2 separate regions of the Rattus norvegicus genome follow, and region 1 is linked to region 2. A link is a contact called in public Hi-C data. All regions are on one chromosome and are shown on one strand. The core of a region is the stretch at or near the end of the contact, and the rest is flanking DNA. Distances in the headings are between cores, read along the strand shown.

What was found. Hi-C and Micro-C count contacts between places; a contact is called where the count stands out from the background.
Region 1: a Hi-C map of liver shows a contact between it and region 2, with 4 times the contacts expected there. The contact joins the enhancer-like site here to the promoter of Ovca2 in region 2. A contact is called at or near these places in 6 of 12 Hi-C or Micro-C datasets (Schwann cells, frontal cortex, kidney and 2 more).

What each region holds. Positions count from the first base shown.
Region 1 is chr10:60,740,955-60,744,045 of GRCr8, reverse strand. It overlaps Smyd4 (SET and MYND domain containing 4), which reads right to left. Exons shown (of 11, transcript NM_001105810.1): 8 at 2,486-2,618; 9 at 1,583-1,699; 10 at 1,283-1,406; 11 at 1-79. Among named protein-coding and RNA genes, the nearest start is that of Serpinf1, 18 kb to the left of the region's middle. Within about 2 kb of position 1,270, at least 19 of the 93 cell types and tissues checked have an H3K27ac peak or open chromatin away from gene starts, as enhancers often do. A contact at or near this core is called in kidney and liver, where this site is marked.
Region 2 is chr10:60,526,100-60,529,266 of GRCr8, reverse strand. Ovca2 (OVCA2 serine hydrolase domain containing) reads left to right here and starts at 1,720. Exons shown (of 2, transcript NM_001109036.1): 1 at 1,720-1,913; 2 at 2,142-3,167. The coding sequence starts at 1,730. The coding sequence ends at 2,641. Dph1 (diphthamide biosynthesis 1) reads left to right here. Exons shown (of 13, transcript NM_001105809.2): 10 at 759-837; 11 at 1,186-1,326; 12 at 1,481-1,587; 13 at 2,142-2,850. The coding sequence ends at 1,570.

The DNA.
Region 1 (3,091 bases), core at 21-2,520, 220 kb before region 2:
ATCACTCTCAGGGCCACAGTGCACCAACAGGATCTTTTCTGCCTTCCATATGGCATCCAGAGCTTCAGGCACTGCCAACCTGAAGCAAGAAAGGGAAGCCTGTCAGTTCACTCCCTCAGTCTAAACAAAAGCTGACTCCTTTCTGTACAGAGGTTCACTGCATCCTCCAGGGGCTTATGGAGGGCATGAAGGGTCTGAGTTCCTTGGCCCTCTAGGGTCTCACCATCTGAAAGTAGAGATAAGAAACTTTCACGAACATACTGCAAAGCATACTTGAGAAAACTGTGTATGTGTGTAATAGACTCCAGGATCCTGAGAAAAATGGGCAAATTCAAAACCTTTTTTAAAAGCTTTATATAGAGGTGTTCATTTTGGAGTGCCCGTGTCTAACCTGACTGACTCCCTCTCTCTAACCTTGACCTCGGCTCTCAGGTCCTTCTTTCTCTCTGACCAAACATGCTGTTTCAATGTCTGGGTATCAGGTAATATGCTTCAAACCCTTTCTCTTACCATGAGATTTTATCAAGGTTGGAGGTATGGTAGTCACACAATACTGGATTGGGGATATACTTCACATCGAGTGACCTCCGTGGCACACTGGGTGAGGAACCAGCTCATCGGCACTACTCTTCCTTGTATTCTACTTTTTGTGCAGAGCTAGGGACAGAACTAGGGCCTTATGCATGCCACCAACTGAGTAGTTCCCTCAGCTTCTTATTTCAGTCTCTGGCAGGGATTTTCAGCCTTCACATAACTAACTAGGACCTCTCCACTGTGAGGCTGTCCTGTGCACTGTAGGTCTAGCCTTTACCCACTAGATGCTGGCAGTACCCTCCCCTCGAGCCATCACAGTCAAAGCCGTCTCCAGACATTGCCAAATGCCATTTGAAAGCAAAACCCTTCTGGTTGAAAACAACTGCTTTAAAAGGAATAGGAGGCAAACCAGGGGAAAGGCAGAGCCCTGGAGTTAAGAGAGCTGGGGCTGAGCCAACCAAGCTCCCTTGTGATTAAGCAGGGAGGAATGCTAGAGTCGGGAGAGGTTGCCTGGAAGTCCTCCCTGGGAGGCTCAACGCAGACCTAACGGCTTTCTCCACATCTCTCAGGAGGAAATTCAAAGCTTAAAGTCCATCAGTGAAACAGAGGGCAAAGATCTGTCCTAAGAAGGAAATAGAAGTTTCAAAGTGCTTTAAAGCACTGTAGCAAAAAGCCACACACAGAAGCGCCTAGTAAAACACAAAGCACTGTGTACCCTGGCCAGACACGAAGAGAAGGAAAGACCTACCCATTGAACAAGACTTGGGCCAGTTTGAAGAGCTCATGGCCAATTTCAACACTGGATGGCCCATGGCGAGCCTCAACCACCTGGAGACTCTTCTGTACATGGGCAGCAGACTGTCGCCAGTCGCCTGTGAGAAGAAAAATGTCTCATTTCAGAAAAGAAACACCATTAGTCCAAGGCTCTGAGGGTGAGGAAAACAGAATGGGAGGAGAAGAGTGCAGATTTAGACGGCAAGAGAGAAACAAACAGATGAGGCAAGGGTCGTACTGAGCACACGGCACGGAGGGAGAACTGTGGCCATACCTAAGGTAGCATAGGCCTGGGCCAGGCCGTCTTCAATTTCTCCCAGCACGGTGTGCTCTGCTGACAAGAAGTTCTCAGCAGCCCTCTGGCACTCCAACAACTGCTGAATGGCTTGCTCTATGTATTCAAAGGAAAATGTCTCACAACAGATATAGACCTAGTCCTGGACATGAGAGAACAGGCCGCAAGGTCTTTATAGGCTGGTCAAAGTGGAAATGCCCCTTTATCTCACTGAGTCAATAACCCACATTTCAGGGAAGCTGTTGGTTGCTTATGTTTTCTGTTTCAGTAGAAAAAGGTATTAGATGAGGCCTCCCCAAATTTACCCTGGGCTCCTAATATCCATTTTCCAGTACAAACACCTGTACATTTCTCCTGTAATCATTGGTTTTCTTGACTTTAGGCTAAAGGTCTACTTAAGAATCAAGGCTAAAATAGTCAAAATAGATTCCTACCATGTCAGGCTCTAAAATCAAGTTCTGCAAATCCCTTTCTGAAAAGAGAGGAGTCCTTCCCTCCCTCTCTCAGATCAGGCTAGCTACCAAGCTCTACTCCTGAGCCACACCACCAGCTGCGAGCAGGACTCAGGACTCACTGCTGCTGAGGGCAGAGCAACTTTCAGGAGCTTAGGTTGTTAAGCTGGGGTTACGATGATGACATAGGACAAAGCCCATGGAGATCAGACAGCCTTTCTGGTGCTTAAGCTGCCAGAACTATCTGGAGCACCAGAGTAACTGCTGGTCAAAGTCTGTTCTCACTGGCCTACACAGCCATCTTGTGGCAGGTGCTGGGATAATTAAATTCAAGTCCTCAATCATTTATTGAGGACTGCTCAGTAAGGCAAGGTGATACCAGAATAAACAAGGGAAGGGCTGAGGCTTAGGGCGAGGGAGCCAGTCTCACCTGGTCTATCACTCCTGAGAAGCTTCTGGGCTGTGTGAACCTGTTGCTGAAGGTCCTGCAGGCGGGAGACCAGTCGGTCCCTGCTGACAGAGTTTGTGCAAGATTCGTTGCTACAGCTCAGCACATCATTTCCCTGTGGAAGTCAGTTCCATTTTTATTCCTAAGCTAGAACAGTTATCAATACTGCATGTTGCATGTACATGATAAGAACGAGACTTCTGCAGTAACACATGCAAACAAGGCCTGAGTGAATTTGGTCTGATAGGAATGCTAATGAAGGCAGTAGCTGACCCCACTCTGAGGTTTCCTTTGGACGGAACTGACAGAGTTGGTAATCCTTTCTCCTTAGCAGCCCCTCTCATCTCTTTGGGACCAGGCCTTTTTTTTGATGAACACATGTATAATAGATATTTTAAAAAGCTATAAGAAAACCAATATAGAAAGCTGGATGGGTGTTGGTAGCGTACACCTTTGATCCTACACTCTGGAGGCAGAGGCAGAGGCAGGCAGATGAATTTGAGGGCAGTCTAGTCTACAGAGTGAGTTCTAGGACAGCCAGGGGTACACAGAGAAATGCGGTCTCAAAAACAAACAACTAACAAACAC
Region 2 (3,167 bases), core at 471-2,970:
GTGTCTACCCATTTTTTTTAGGATCTCTCACTGGAGCTTGACAAGTAGACTGGCTGACAGTCTACCTGTGCTGGATCTCCTCAGTGCTGGAGTACAAGTGTACTTCATCCTCATCACCACCACCATCATCATCACCACCATCAATCATCATCATCATCATCACCACCACCACCACCATCATCATCACCATCATCATCCACACACACACACACACACACACACACACACACACACTCATTTTCTCTCATACTCATACATACTTTTGCTTTTTACTTTAGATGGTTGTGAGCCACTTTGTGGGTGTTGGGAATTGAGCTTGAATCCTCTGTAAGAGCAGCCAGCTTCCTTAACTGCTAAGCTATCCCTCGAGCCCCACTTTTTCTTTTTAATGGGAGTTATGGTCAAGTCCTTGGTTTACAAGGCAATCCTATACAGTTACCTTACCAACACTATAGTTGGATCAATACATCCTGACAAATGAGTGTATTGAGACACTGTTGTGTTCTTTGATGTACCCGAGAGAGAGGTATCTTTCATGTCATATCTTACTGCTGTGAAGAGATACCATGACCATGGCAACTCTGTTTTTTGGCTTTTTAGAGACAGGGTTTCTCTGTGTAGCTCTGGCTGTCCTGGATCTCACTCTGTAGACCAGGCTGGCCTCAAACTCAAAAATCAGCCTGCCTCTGCCTCCTGAATGCTGTGATTAGAGGAGTATGCCACTACTGACTGACCCATGTCACATCTTACCTCCTTAGGTGGGTGCAGGTGGCATGTCCACGCCTCTCCATTGACTGGGGCTCAGCCTTTCCCAAGCCACTGCTGACACCCTACGAGGTAACAACCACATTTTGAAAGTTTGCAGGGTAGTGGGCTTTGTACTTCCTGTCGAGGGAGGGTTTTGAGATGACTGGCGGCGTGGCTGAGCAGCATTTAGGGTCGTGGGTTCTGAGATTGGGCCACCATCTTGCTGTGTAGTTTTTGTTTGTATTTAAGACGTGGTCTTCTGTAGAGCCCAGGTCTCTTTCCCAAGTGCTGGGAGCCATGAGCCATCACATTTGACTCGATGTGTATGTAGCTGCGAGTCTCTCCACCTCACACACCCTTCATAGGCCCTGGTCAAATTTGCTAATGCAGGGACAAAAAAAAAAAAAAGTATTAGCATCATTGTCTTTTCTTCCCTAGGCAGCTGTGGCCCTGAAAGAGATTTCTTGGCAGCAACCCTACCCTATGGACTTCTACGCTGGCAGCTCCTTAGGGCCATGGACAGTGAACCATGGTCGGGACCGAGCACCCAGGGGTCTCTGCCAGCCTGCATCCGACAAGGTAGCGCGGGCTTTAAGGAGGGCTCAGAGGCAGCCCACAGGCGCAGCCTTGGGGTGATGTGATCCACGGCCGCCGCCCTGAGGACACCGGGGGAAATGCAAGGGAGCCGGGTGGAGTTCTCAGTGGAGAGACTTGGATTGGTTGGCTACCTCAGGTGCAGCAGGGGTCCAGAGGCCACTCTCCAGTCCCGGCCTGTGAGGGCTGCAGCTGCGCAGACCAGAAAGCTACACCGCCAGCTCCCTGAGAGGTCTGGAGCAGCAGGTATTTGCAGCCACGCCCCACGGTTTTGTTTTCGGAGTGCCCCGCCTTCTCTGAGTCCCGCCTTAGGGGTGTTGCCGGCAACGGGCCAACCCCCTTGCAGGTTCTACTTCCGCTTGGGAAGACATGCTTCCGGTTCTGCAGCATGGCGGCACGGCAGACCCTGAGAGTACTGTGCCTCGCCGGCTTCCGGCAGAGCGAACGGGGCTTCCGTGAGAAGACTGGGGCGCTAAGAAAAGCGCTGCGGGGTCACGCAGAGCTCGTGTGCCTCAGCGGGCCACACCCGGTAACCGAGGCAGCGGCTTCCGAGGGCGCAGGGACAGACTCGGGTGAGATAAGCTAGTCCCCTTAGCACACCCAAACCCCTTAGACTACTTAGTTTAAACAGGGCTCTAGTCTGAGCTCCCAGGCTTCCTCCATTATCTGTGTTCAGTCCATACCAGGTCCCTCCCTCCCCACCCCCAAGGCCTCTGGCTGTGTCTTTCCCAAGCTCTGCCTTCTTCCTCTCACCTTACTCTCTAGCCCTGATTCTGTGCTCTTCTCCCATCTGTTTCTAGGGCCCTGTTCTCCAGAGGAGCAACCTCGAGGCTGGTGGTTTTCTGAAGAGGAAGCAGACGTTTTCTCTGCTCTGGAAGAGCCCACAGTGTGCAGGGGTCTGGAGGCGGCCCTGGAAACGGTGGCACAGGCCCTTGACAAGCTGGGGCCTTTTGATGGACTTCTTGGCTTCAGCCAGGGGGCTGCATTAGCAGCTTTTGTGTGTGCCCTGGGTCAGGCAGGTGATCCTCGCTTCCCCTTGCCAAGATTTATCATACTTGTGTCGGGGTTCTGTCCCCGAGGCCTTGACCATAAGGAACCCATCCTGCAGAGCCCCATATCATTGCCTTCACTTCATGTTTTTGGGGATACTGATCGAGTCATCCCTTCTCAGGAGAGTATGCAATTGGCTAGCCGATTCCTTGGAGCCGTCACTCTCACCCACTCCGGTGGTCATTTCATTCCTGCAGCGGCATCCCATCGTCAGGCCTACCTTAAGTTCTTGGATCAGTTTGCAGAATGAAGGATTGACAAATGTCTCTGCACTGTTCCCACTTCTCTAGCAGCTGGTTGTCTAATGCCCTGCTGGGGCACTCCTCACCATGGCTAGTTAAAAGACAACTGTCAGTTCTCAGGACACACACAAGACCACAGAGCCTGTGAGAAGACAGTGGTGGGCAAGTAGGGGCTGTCACCCTGTGATTGCCAAACAATAAAGGTTTAGATTTTGAATGTCTTTCTCCTGCACAGACCCCAGGGCAACACTGAACTAGCAACTACATGCAGCTGTGAGCCCCCCAGAACACATTTTTTGGTAGAAGTCGTTTTGTATCTGAATTTGGCTTATTGTGGAGGTCAGAGGGTAACTGCAGGGAGGCGATTCAACTGAATGCCGTCTTTCTGAACTCTCATCATTGGGCTTGGCAAGTCCAGCCTGCTGAGCCATTTCACCATCATTCTGTGGAAGCCAGATACCTTGGTGACTGAGTCAGAAAGTTTTACATTTGAGGAGTTTGGGGAGAGAACACTTGGCAAGGCTCTGCTGGGGC